2 separate regions of the Mus musculus genome follow, and region 2 is linked to region 1. The links are chromatin contacts, called in public HiChIP or PLAC-seq maps. All regions are on one chromosome and are shown on one strand. The core of a region is the stretch at or near the end of the contact, and the rest is flanking DNA. Distances in the headings are between cores, read along the strand shown. Region 1 has its middle 16 kb from the start of Gm30132. Region 2 has its middle 7.3 kb from the start of Gm39228.

Evidence for each region. HiChIP or PLAC-seq counts read pairs in DNA pulled down with a chosen protein or histone mark.
Region 2: a contact with region 1 is called in an H3K27ac HiChIP or PLAC-seq map of embryonic stem cells, with 5 times the contacts expected there. The contact joins two enhancer-like sites. A contact is called at or near these places in 19 of 484 Hi-C or Micro-C datasets (the C2C12 cell line, the G1E-ER4 cell line, the N1E-115 cell line and 6 more), 4 of 115 datasets of contacts at active chromatin or transcription factors (all in embryonic stem cells) and 1 of 9 other capture datasets (embryonic stem cells).

The regions. Positions count from the first base shown.
Region 1 is chr8:93,440,476-93,446,909 of GRCm38.p6, forward strand. No RefSeq gene overlaps it. Among named protein-coding and RNA genes, the nearest start is that of Gm30132, 16 kb to the left of the region's middle. Within about 2 kb of position 1,671, at least 4 of the 459 cell types and tissues checked have an H3K27ac peak or open chromatin away from gene starts, as enhancers often do. A contact at or near this core is called in embryonic stem cells, where this site is marked.
Region 2 is chr8:94,187,301-94,194,232 of GRCm38.p6, forward strand. No RefSeq gene overlaps it. Among named protein-coding and RNA genes, the nearest start is that of Gm39228, 7.3 kb to the left of the region's middle. Within about 2 kb of position 3,986, at least 150 of the 459 cell types and tissues checked have an H3K27ac peak or open chromatin away from gene starts, as enhancers often do. A contact at or near this core is called in embryonic stem cells, where this site is marked.

The DNA.
Region 1 (6,434 bases), core at 421-2,920:
ACTCTTGGACTTTCATATGTTCTAGCATCTTGGGTTCTGGACTTATTTGTTGAAGTCTCTTTGTCTCCACTCCCAGCTAACCTTTGGCTTGCAGCTCTCACTTGAGCATGCAAGGTGCGGTATTCAGAATAGTCTGTCCTGTTTTGGGACAATCTGCATAGATGACATTTTTCAATACCTTCCCCAGAAGCATCTTCTATCTCACCCCTTACTTTAGGGATTGTCCTTGCTATTGAAATATTTGAGTTCTCCACTGCTGTAATCATCCCCATAAGTTAATGGCTGTGTCAGCCACATAAGGCCCTAACTTTCCTACTTGACCTTCTGGTCCCACTCACTTAAGTCACCACACACTTTCTTTCATCTGAGATAACTTTCCAGTCTCTAGAAATTGTGTATCAACCATTTGAAGTAGCCATTCTGAATTCCAAGCTTTTTGTGATACTAGGTTCATCTGCTCCTGTATCCACCAGACCTATTTTAATGCTGTTCACTTGCAACTTTACTTTTGACCTCTGATCATCAACAATTGTTTTCCAGAACACACATTTTCCAGTATTTCCAAACCCTCCTGGTCTTTCTACTGGAGCAGCTTTGCCTTTGATATAGGGAAACGACAACAGCTGAGCAACCCTGTCTCCTTTGTTAAACTGCATCTCTTTTTACATAAGCTACTGTTTTAATCCCTCCTTTGCAATCTTCATCTATAATTCCTGGATGCATAATGAATCCTTGGGAAGTCAAACTGTTCCTTCCCAAGATCATTCCTACTGTCCCTGTTAAAAGACCATAAACTCGAGTAGTTATTTTATAACTTTAGAATTTGGAGGACAGTATAAGATGTGTATCTATGGCCCAGTCTAGAACGGCACTGCCTGCATTAGCATGCATTAGAGCTGTAATACTTACTTGCAGCTTTGCTGCCTGCTTGTTATTTCCTAGCTGACAAGAGGGAAACAGCATGTACTTTTTGCTGCAGGGCCTCAAGCCAAGGCCCCAATTTTGCTTCACAATTGTTAGAAATTGCCTGTGATAACTCTCTTGGGCATACACTCATTCAGCCGGTGACAACTTTTACCACATCATCTGCATATCCCTGAAAGCCTAGGTCATCTTCCTGGTTTATATTTAGAAAAACCATTGCCCTTAGAGATGCCTTGTTCACAGTTTTGTTTCAAATGTCCATATTTCCCAAAATTAACAATGGGCCTTTTGATACTGGCTATAGCATGACCTCTCAGCATGGTATATGTTAGAACCTGCCAGGGACTGGGCTCAGTCGGCCCCCCTCAATCCGTGGGAATCAGGGGTTCTGGCAGGTAGACATGGAGTCGGCGAGAATTGACAGACAGACACAGACACGAGAGAGTGTGCTGGATCTGAATGCATTTTGTCCAAATGAACACCAGACTTTTAACACAGAAGAAAAACAAGAAAAGCCAAGCAAACACATCTGCCAAGTTACATTGACACAAAACAAAAAGGAATGCATACATAAAAAGATGGCGGGAACCAGGCTGAGAATGGAGCCAGGTGAATGCTCTGATGCAATGCTAGTCTATTGTTAAACCCACCACTAGGGGTTCTCAGTAAATACTTGATTATGCTATTCCTCTGGGCCTAGTGAAGAAACCTGCACCAACCCCACCTATTCCCTAGGCCATTGTGTAGTCCTGTGTTCGGGTGTGACTTAGCTATTGTCCTAAGTAATTAACTATGCAGACTAGCCCTGAGCTTTTCTAACTCTGTTTTGAGTAAATTGTAATGCCTAATTAGCTTCACAGTCTCTACTAGAAGTGAATTTGAATGTTACTCAATAGGTAACATTCTTACTGAATTCCAAGCTCTTGGTCGGCTTCAAGGACTTTCTAGGAACCATTGGAACACTGGTGGAGGCTTAGCTATATGTCAAAAATCAATCCTTAAAAGCACTTATAATAAAACAATACTGAAAAAAAGCACATGGATCCATATACCAAATTAATTCGGGGACAGGGTTTGAGTGTATGGGCTATTGAAATGCCAAGGTTCCAGGACGCTGTTTCCTTAAAATTCTTTGCCTCGGGACTGCTTTTCAGGCTTTTAGGACTACCAACCAGACTGCAGTGGAGTGGACATAGCAAGAACCAATATTGGTTGTGTTCTTTATCCATCATCCACAGATGATGCCTGCACCTTTGGTAGCCTAATAACCTTTTACATTCTGAATTTGCATTTTTGAATGCTAGGGTCTCTATTAATACCTCTCTTGCTACAAGGTCAGATATGGTTTTGTTCACTGCTGAGATCAATCTTTGTTAAAGAGAAAGAAGGAAAAGAAAGAAAGAAAGAAAGAAAGAAAGAAAGAAAGAAAGAAAGAAAGAAAGGAAGGAAGGAAGGAAGGGGAAAAGGAAAGGAAAGGAAAGAGAAGGGACAGAAGGGGAGGGGAGGGGAGGAGAGGAGAGGAGAGGAGAGAAAAGAGAAGAGAAATCAGTAAAGGCTTCCCCTAAGCCTTGTAAACAATTTTTGTAAATGCAGTAAATATTTTTTCCTGACTCAACTTTGTCCAAAGCTCTTAAAGCTACTAAATGAGGGCTAGAGAGATGGTTCAGTGGTTAAGAGCTCTGATTGCTCTTCTGAAGGTCCTGAATTCAAATCCCAGCAACCACATGGTGGCTCACAACCGTCTGTAATGAGATCTGAAACCCTCTTCTGGTGTGTTCAAAGAAAGCTGCTAAATTACATTGTTCTATGATTGTGTCTTCAAATTGAACCTGTTCTTTTACATAAGCATAACAGCCTTCACCTATCAACTGATCCCTGATTTTAATCCCCCTCACACTATTGTACTGTTCCAAACTCCTGGCTTCTCTCCACCATGACAATCATTGCAATTGAGGGGCATCCTCTAGTACAGCTGTTACCAATCCCTTCCAGTCTTGGGAGATAGTTCTATTTTTACTAGCCCTTTTTTTCAAAGTCTGTTTTTTCTACATAAGTGCCATGGACTGGACTCAGTTGGTCCTTCAACCCACAGGAGAATCAGGGTTCTGGCACTCAGGTGGGCAAGGAGTCGGCAGGGTAACAAACAGACACAAACAACAGAGAAAGTGTTGGATCTGAGTGTAAGTTCTCAAGTAAGCATCAGACTTATATACAGAAGAAAACAAGGAAGTTAAGTGATACTTTAAGGTCATCCAAGGTACATTGAGGTTACTAGATGCAAAATGACTCTTTACACAAAACAGAGAAATGCATACATAAAAGTTAAAATCAGTGTTTTAAACTCGGATAAAAAGCAGCCCCACCTAAGGTCAGCTTACTCTTAGAAGCCAGGGGCAAGGGATTCATGCCCTTGCCTCAGTTAATCCACTGTCACCCTAGGCCATTGTTAATTCTTGAGTGTGGGAATGACTCAGCTGTTATTCTAAGTATTTACTCTAGTTCCTTCTTAGACCACAACCCACCTTCTTCCTAGGCCATTGTAAAATCCTGCACATGGGAGTGACTCGGCTGTTATTCTAAGTTTACTTTGTAGAACTAGCCCTGAGATTTCTAGCTCTTTTCCAGTAAATTGTAATGCCTGATTTCTCTCACTATCTCTCTGTCAACACTGGAGGCTTTTCGCCTGAATGAGTAGCATTCTTACAAAATTCAAAGCCCAAAGTTGGCTCAACAATTTCCTAGGATCTTGGAACACTTGTGGAGGCTAATCTAACTTAGCTATATGCCAAATCATTCCTTGGCGGCACTTATAATCAAACAATATTGAAGGAGAGCACACAGACCCATTCACCAACTGACATAGGGACAAGTTTGGAGCATTCATGCTATGGGATGCCAAGGCTCCAGGAGACTAAGTTTCCATGAAACTTTTTACCTCAGGACTGTGTTCAAGCTTTTGGGCCTGCCACGTAGACTTCACTGGAGTGGGTGTGGCACATAAGGTAAATGCACCTTAAAAGATGTCATTGCCTCTTTAAAACATCTTAGGGTCATCATTTCTATGGGATGCCATCCTATTTTGTCATAACTTCATAGATCATCACCATTAGCAGGCATAGGCTGTAAAACTACTGAGAATGCTTTTGGTGGTTTTGTGACCCAGGATTGCCTGTCCTTAAAAGGTGCTGTGGGTTTAACCCTGATTCCTGTAAAACGGCTATCTTGTCCCCCTACCTCTTCACTTCTTTGACTTGGCTGCCCTTAGACACAGATATGTCCCCTCCTTCTACCTGGGGAAATCTCCCTCTTTGTGGTTCAGCCACTGGGAATGAACCTATTTGTTTTCCCATTTCTTGATTTTTTTCTTGCATTACTATTAGTAGTATTATTTCTCAAACTTCTCTAATTCCATTCATATTTTTTTTTAGTTGTCCCACTAGTCTTTCATAAGCCAAATAGCCCAAAATGAGATAAAGGAAGAAAAAAAAAACTGCCGCTAAAAACCATAAGAGAATGTCCCAACAAGAGACTCAGCAAATACCCTGCCAGCTTTTTGAAACAAAGTATCCATCCCTCCTTTTCCTGCCTCTTTCTCTATGTTACTTGAAATCAAGCTTAGGCACTTAGTGGCCACTTGCTTTTCAATGTTTCTTCTTTCTAAAAATAACCTGCCATGTTGAGCTCTAAATGGAGGTTTTCTGCTCTTTTTGTCTTTTTGCTACATTCTTTATGGGTTCTTTTCCTGTCTCCTAACAATATCGACTTCTTGGGCTCAACTTAACATCCCCCATCTCAACTGCCTTCTCTGTTCTCTGATCCTATTCTTCTGTCTCCTGGAATCTCCTAAATCCTACTCCCATGTTCTCTGCTTCTACTGGCTTTCTATATCCTCTCCTATTCCAAAAATTCTAAAAGGCAACCAACACTGAAGGATATAGTCTCCCTTAAAGGACCAGGCATATAAAATAAATTCTACTACAATGTATCTAAAACCAATTCTAATTAAACATTGAAGTCATTGTGCCATGTTTATGGAGAACTTAAGTATTGTTGATGGCATGCTGATGGTCATGGATGACAATTTTCTAACTCAAATAATGTATCTCAGAATTGATACTCCATTGCTTGTGGTTTCTGGAATAAGGAAATAATTTCAGTACAACACCTATATTCTACAGTAAAAAGTTGTTATTGCCTGTAAAAGATTATTTACTGTTTTTACAGCTATCAAAGTAAAATATAAATATAAAACAAGATTATACCAAGATGAGTATATGAACTTTAACCCAAAGTAGGGACAGTTTTTACATTTCCTAGTTTTGTTATTAGATAGACTCAGAAAACAGAATTGTTGGGTTAATTTTTGTTTGTACTATTTCTTATTTTATGAAATTTTAATTTACACACATAAAGTATGGATTCGATATCTCATTCTAGCTCAGGGGAGATGCTCAGTATGTATTTTTAATTTACATATACCTATTTAGTGTGTGCCTTTTGTGTGTGTGTGTGTGTGTGTTTGGTTGTTTTTTAAGTGTGTGAGTGAGTGTGTGAGTGTGTGTGTGTGTGTGTGTGTGTGTGTGTGTGTGTGTGTGTGTGTGTGTGGTGTCACAGAATAAAAGTACAAGTAAGGTGATTTGCTGCAAGTGGTTCTCTCGTACTTCATGGACCTTCAGAGATAAAACTCAAGTTGTTAGGCTTAGAATCAAGCAACTTCACCCACAGAAATGTAATTTTGGCCCAAGATGCCTTGTTTTGTTTTGTGTGTTTAACTTGGCACTTGCTACCCAGGCAGTTCTGGCCTCTAGAAAACGATGATTGATCCTTATATCTCAATGTGGATAGAAGGGCTAGTAGGTTATATTGGCATAAATTTTTTGCAACCTATTTTAATATGAGTTCAACTTCTCCTCTTGCCCACCACCAATGGGGGAAGTAGACCTGTTTAGCAATAGTTCTTTGGGGACAAATTCAATCTTCTTTGGCAGCAGTTCAGTCCAATAGCAAACAGCAAATACTACTCAGCAGCTGCAGACCAGTCCTCTATGCAGACACATGAACCAGCAACTTCAATCCAGTCCCTTCAGCAGGCAGATACCGGGCACACATCAGCAGCTGTAGTTCAATCCTGAAAAATACCAAAAAGCTCACCAACCCACCTGAGGTGAGGCTGCAGAAGTCTCAAGGTGCTGCAGGAACCTCACAAGCAGTACTTTGACAAGTTTCTCTCAGTGGTGGCATTATCACAAATGAAGCTCAACAACACTATGTAAGATTGACCAATACATGCATGTCATTAGCAAAGAATAGCAAGGTGGGGTAAACCAAACCAATGCTCAGTACAAATTTCCCTAATTTCTTTCTCAGCCTGTTTATCCTTTGTGTAGAGAAAGGCCACTGATTTGTTTGAGTTAATTTTATATCCAGCAACTACACTGAAGCTGTTTATCAGGTTTAGGAGTTCTCTGGTGGAATTTTTAGGCTCACTTATATATACTATCATACCATCT
Region 2 (6,932 bases), core at 2,736-5,235, 750 kb after region 1:
ATAAGAATGGGCCTCTCTCCCTTTTCCTCGAGTCAGGCAGGAGCTCTTGGGGCTGACACTGCTACCGAAGGTGCCCTGGCAAGTTAATGACTGTGTGCTCTGCCTCCTTTGTTTCCTTTATCCTCTAACCCTTTCCTCACAGATGACTCCCGCACTTGCACAGTGGCAGGTGCCCTTCGTGCAGGAACCTTAGTAGGTAAGGGCTGAGGACTGGATTGAGTCAGAGCAGTCGGCGCCAACATCCACTTCCTGTTTCCCATCCTCAGCCATTGACTGAGGGTCAGAGCAGAGAGAACAAGGGCGTTGATTCTTTATCCTTAGAAATGGGACACCGAGGCCCGCCCAGAGAGTGTGGACCAGGCAGCTCAGACCTGATGCTGGGAAAGTGTCCTAAGTAACACAGTATTTGTTCCCAGTCTCCCTGCTGCCGACTTTCCGCACTTTTCTCGGTTCCTCCAGCCGGTTGCTCCCGTGGGGTGGGAAGCAGAGCTGCTCCTGGGCCTTCTGTCGAGCACTGAGCCTACAAAGGGCCATTAAGCAGCTGCAGCTGCTGCATGTGAGCTGGGGCAGCGCTCCCTACAACGTCATGATATCTACAAGTCAGACTTGATTTTCACATAGCGCTCGCCTATTTGCTTGCCCGCTTCCCTCCCGGTTGCAGGCAGCAGCAGCTTGGTCTCATGGACCTAGGACACCTGCATTTATTTTAATTAATTAATTAATTAATTAATGGGTTAAATCAATTTTTCACGTGGCCTGGAGAGATGGCTCAGAGGTAAGAGCACTGGCTGCTCTTTCAGAGGTCCTGAGTTCAATTCCCAGCAACCACAAGATGGCTCACAACCATCTGTAATGAGATCTGGTACCCTCTTTTGTCATGCAGGCATACAGATAAGCAGAACCCTGTATACATAGTAAATAAATCTTTTTTTTTAATTAATTATTCACAGTGCTGGGAGCCTTGCTAGGAAAGCGCTCTACCACTGAGCAGCACACGCCTGGCCCAGGAAACTCTTTTCTATGTGTACTTCAGGTTAAAACGCATGGAAGCGCCATACAGAACCACTTGGGAAAATAAAACGGTCTCTGTCGTTTTCTCTCTGGTCTCAAGCCCAGACAACATTTCTTTTTAAAATATTGTTATTATCATTGTTATTATTATTTTAGCTGTTGTATGTGTGTGTGTGGCGTGTGCTTGTTAGTGTAGGTGTTTGTGTGTTTTGTGTAGGTATGTATAGCATAGGTCTAGATATCAGGTGTCTTTACTGGACCACTCTCCACCTGTATTTGTAGAGACAGGGTCTCTCACTGAGCCTGAAAGTTATTGATTAGGGCTGGGCTAACCAATGAGCTTCAAGGATCCTCCTGTCCCCACCGCCCTCTGTGTTGGGGTCAAAGGCACATGCCACTATGAGTGGCTTCTTACATGGGTGTTAGGGATCCAAGTTCAGGTCCCCATGCTTTTGAGGAATAGCCTCTATTGACTGGGTCACCTCTACAGCCCCATTGCTATTCATTTTAAGTTAACTTACATTATGGTATTTTCTTTCTCTTTTATATTTTTTTAAAGATTTATTTTATGTACATGAGTACACTGTAGCTGTCTTCAGACACACCAGAAGAGGGCATTGGATCCCATTACAGACAGTTGTGAGCCACCATGTGGTTGCTGGGAATTGAACTCAGGATCTCTGGAAGAGCAGTCAGGGCTCTTAACTGCTGAGCCATCTCTCCAGCACACATTATGGTATTTTCACATCTGTGTCTCATTGTATTTGTTTAAACTTATTCTCTCTATGTGCTCATCCTTCTTCTACGCTCAGCCTCCACACCTGAGTAGTTCTATGTTTTTTTGTTTTTCACGCAAGCTGGTATTTGGACACACTTTCCCAACCATGTATGCGGCTGCCTGTACTGATGACAGAGAGAACATGGTAATGCCTGTATGGTAGAGTTACCCAGGTACCTGATATGGCGTGCTATGAATTGTGCTTGGTCCCGTTGTCATGGAAACCAACTCAGGCAGATATACCCTCCTATTGGTTCTGCATGCTTGACCAGTGTGGCTGGCATGCTGTTCCCAACCACCGTTTCCCTGCAAAAGAATCTGGGGTAAAGCCTTGTGGACCATGGCCAAGGGCGTGTTGTTTTCTGTCTTGGTCTAGAAGCAAGCGGCGGTGCCAGGGTTTCAAACGTACCCAGCCATTGCTCCTTGGTAACTCTGTTTTGGAGAAGTACAGCTGCCAAGCCTCTAAGGGGATAGGAACACAATGTCTTCCCAGGGCCTGACAACCAGTCATTTAACGTGCAGCCTTTTCTTTTTCAAGTCCTGTGTGAAAGGTCATCCTCAATTACCCTCTACCCTGTGCAGAACAGGGTGATTGTAGACCTCTGTGAGATAAGATTACGGTAAATTGAATGCTTTTGGCGTGGGTATTTTTAGAACGGCTTGCTTAGTTTCAGAAGGTTCGGTACACCATTGTGAAAAAACCTGGCAAGTTGTTGAGAACATGGGCTGTGGAGCCAGGCTGCCTAGCTAGCTAGACCCACTCCCCCACTTAGGATGTCAAGTAGCCTGTCTTGGGGACATGTCTTAGGATGACATGTGGCCAAGTCCCATGTCTCATCATGGGGAGCACACGGGGCTGCCATGAACCTGAATGTGTCTAGAACAGTCCCTGGCACATATCAGGGACTCAGGACTCTCTCCCTCTCATCCAGCCATGGTGTGTGGCAGTCAGCAGGCAATCTATAAGTGTGCTCTAAGTTAAATGAGCATGTATCGGATACTGTCTGCCAGTCACATACTAATCAGGTCCAACCCCACTCAGCTTCCAAGAGGAGAGGAAATATAAATATAACAGACCCCCTGATAGAAGTCTTCAAGGCTCTGTTTCCTCCAGAACAACCCAGTCCTAAAAGATGAGGACAAGGGGCTGTGAGGTCAAAGAGATGCAGACACATCTAGAATTAACGAGTGACAATTACTGGGGGAATTTACGGACAGAAGTGTGGACCCAGGCACCAGAATGTCCAATTTGGCATCCCACATTTTGACTCAGTTGGGAGTTTAAAGGCTTGAACAAAAGTGACTTGACACTACTGGAAGGTAGCTGGCTTATCTTAAGATGATCATGAAGAGCCGGGTGCATCCTGCCAGTCTGACTGCAAAGTCTCATAAATGACTCCACCTTATCAACTCATGGTTTGCTAAGAAATTGTGCAGTGACCACTAACTAGGGTTACTCCAGGATAGTCACAGGGATAATCAAGATGGCTACAGTCCTGGCAAGCTGCACCTACATCGTGTTATTTGGGGATCAGTTACCACGTCAGAGCGTTGCTTCTGAGCTGGACCACTACAGTTTGAACATCTCCATCTTTAAATGGCTCCATTCCTGTCCCCCCCCCCCCCCGACTTTAGGGTAGTTGGTATGGAATAAGCTAAGACAGATGTGTGGGCCTCTTGGGAGAAGCCACGAGGTCAGAAGACATCTCTACTTGTTGGAAGACCCTACAATTAAGGTCGGCAGTCCACCATGTCCAGATAGGTTCTGAGCTTGGCACAAAGTGGAGGACTACCTTTCTCTGTGGGGCTTTCCCTTCTTTGCCTGACCTTATCTGGAGAGCAAGACCCTGCACATATCCTCTACCCCTGGAAAGTCATGTAGTCCGTGGCCAAGGTTCAACTTCCATCTCTCCCATTAAGAACCTGCCTCCAAAGCACCTGGAATTCCTCTCCATGTAAATGAAGCATTCCGATTCCCACCCCCTACCCCCCACCCCCGCCACAGCCAATAATTTACTCTCACCCTGAAAACCACTCCTCACAGTTCATATGACCTTTGTTCACCTCTAATTTAAAGGAGCAAGCAGTTTCGCTGCAGGTCATCTGCTAAGAAAGCTGAGTCACTGAACACCATGTAAAAGAGCTCTAACTCTGAAATCCTCGGAGAAGCCCCGCCCCCAACTCACAGCTGGACCGAGATCCTGCTGACGCAACCCTTCCGGGTTCCGTCCGCTTCATGCCCCCATCCTGACCCCCGGAGTGTGCAGTGGTGCTTAGACACCCCGAGGGAGGAAGCGGAACTCAGAACCGCACCAATCACGCTGTTTATTACACTTAGGGGGAGTGTGTGCGCACATTCATGTGCATGTGGCATGACAAGTGTATGCACGGCAGAGATCATTTTTAGGAGGTAGTTCTCGCCCACCATGTCCTAGGGATCAAATTCAGATCGCCCAGTTTGGCTAAAAGGTACCTTCACCCACTGAGCCATCTTTAAGGCCCTCACTCACTCCTTCACGTGACCACGTCTTGCCCACAGCAGGGAAACTGTCGGTGGATGAGCGGAGGAAGCAGGAAGTTAAGTCTGAGGGCTTGGCATGATACCCTATCCAACCCTATATAATCCATAGTAGTTCAAAAGAGAGAAACCAGTTAGATTCTCTCTTCTGAAGAGTGTAAATTCAAAATGCACGTGGAGCATCTAACAAAAGGGCCCCCAGGGCGTGTGTGTAACTAGAGTGACATGTGTGACTGTAAAGAACCTATTCTAAATGGCAGCCACAAGAACTGGTGGGCCAAGCCTGGGACTTGCGTTTCCATGGGAAATGCTGTATATCTCATTTTTCAAGGGATGCGGGGTGGCTGGACATCTTCTGAGAGGGCACCCACCGTACTGTGTGAATTCTGAAAGCAAGCCCTATACCATCTGGGATTCTCTGGGCACAAGCTGCAGGGGTGAGGTCTAGGTAAATTAGGCAAGGCAAATTCATTAAAAAAGGACTTCGGGATCCATGAGGTTGACAGGAATAGCGGAAAACTAGACTTAGAAAATGATAAACCGGGCTGGAGAGTTGGCTCAGCGGTTAATAGAGCACTGACTGCTCTCCCAGAGGTCCTGAGTTCAAATCCCAGCAACCACATGGTGGCTCACAACCACCTGTAATGAGATCTGATGCCCTCTTCAGGTGTGTCTGAAAAAAGTTACAGTGTACTTACATAAATAAAGAAAAAAGAAAAAAAAAAGATGTTAGGCCTTGGTCAGAAGGGTAAAGAAGAAGCCTGGGTTCGCCATTTTTGTCACCTAGTGGTGGCTTCTCTTTTTATTGTCTGCCTCTCAGGGCTCTATCTGACTTCTAGACCCTCACCAGCATTTAAGAGGCTTAGGCAGGAGGATTGCAACACGTTCAATCTAGCCTAGACTACATGGTGAGTTCCAGGCTAGCCTAGCCTAGGCTACAGAATGAGACACTCAAGGGGGGAAAAAAAAGGGCCAGGCACAGTAGCACATGCCTTTGATCCCAGCACTCAGTAGACAGAGGCAGACAGATCTCTGAGTTCTAGGCTAGCCTGCACTACATAGAGATAGTAAGGACCAGGCCAGCTGAGACTACACAATGAGACCTTGTCTAAGAGAGAGAGCAGGAGTTCCAGAGAGTGAGAGTATAGCAGTTGCGTGTGGCCAGGTGACAGGCTGTGTCTCATGCACAGCCTGGCTGGGGTACAGAGTTGACACAGCTGACATCACCCCTTTGGTCTTGCCATCGGCCACTGCTACAGGGAACAAGGTAACCTCTCCATGACCGGCCCACTCCCTCAGTCGGAGGAAGTCCAGCTGTCTTGAATGGGGAGAAGGTGGACCTGGCCACCAGCAGGTTCTCTAATGGGACCTGGGGCCTTGCCTACCCCTGATTTCCCCTGGGAGCTGCTTTCTATACTTGCTAGAGTCTTGGCAGGAAATCAATGAGTAATTGGGCAGAGCTTAATAAAGAGATTGTTTACAAGAGAGTAAAAAGGCTCAAGAGGGTAAGTGCAGGCTCTCAGGTCTGCAGCCCTGAGGAGCAGTGGCCAAGCAGGCCTGAGTCCAGAGAGCAGCAACCTGAGAAGCTATGTCAACTTCAGCTGTGACTGGCTGGCTGCCACTGGACATGACAAGATGGAGCCAGGGGAGTATAGTCTAGACCCGTCCTCTCTCTCCACCTCTTTGCTGGTTTTAATTAACCAGGTTTTGTCTCTGTGGCTTTTGGATGTAAGGAATTCCTTGGTCTCTTGTACACCAATTTCTCCAGCCAGACACAGTCCCTCAGATGTTCACTGTGAAAGCAGTCTCAAAGGACATTCATCGAAGATACTTGACCCAACTATGGGCCCCAAGACCACAGTGCAGATCCTACAGCCCAACTCTAGGCTAATTCCTTGGTCCTGCACTCCAAGAGTGGTCCCCTGGGCCCCACCTTTTCTTCTCCCAGCAAAGAAGTGTTGGCTTCATTCTATTGACCACACCCAGAGTCTGGGCTGACATCCCTTTGTTGGGGAGGAAACTTGTGGAAGGGGGGGCCTTCCCCCATAGCATTGAAGAACTGCCCACTGATTCGAGTATCAGAAGACTCTATCGCCGTCACTCCTTGTCTACTGTGAAACACGCTCACAGAAGCTGTTTCTCCTGTCCTGGTCCCCACTCTCCGGCCTGAGAAAACTCTCCCCAGGGTAAAATTCAAGTCTGTGTCAATATTAAGTGGCTCCCCAGAGACATACGGGTCATGTGGGCCTGGTGTGCGATGGAAAAATCAACCCTGAATCCCCATAGAGAGCTCCCTAGGCGGTAAGAAGCCAAGAGGGTAGCCCAGGACTACTGGCATCTTTGTGTCCCCTTACCATACACACCCATCCCAGAGCCTGCCCTGCCTGACCCAGTGGAGGAAGCAGAACGAGAAAATGCCTGGAGACAGAGTCTTACCTGCTCACTTCCTGGGTCGTGGGGAGCCACGGAAGGTTAAGGGGGAGCCACGGAAGGCTAAGGGGGAGCCACGGAGCGAAGCAGTGGTGTGTTCATTCCTGCTTCTTGCTCTGTCCTGTGGTGGACCGTGATGAGGACCGATTAATGACGATAAGTAAGACAGGCCTTTCCCTCCTGCAGTCCCGAGCT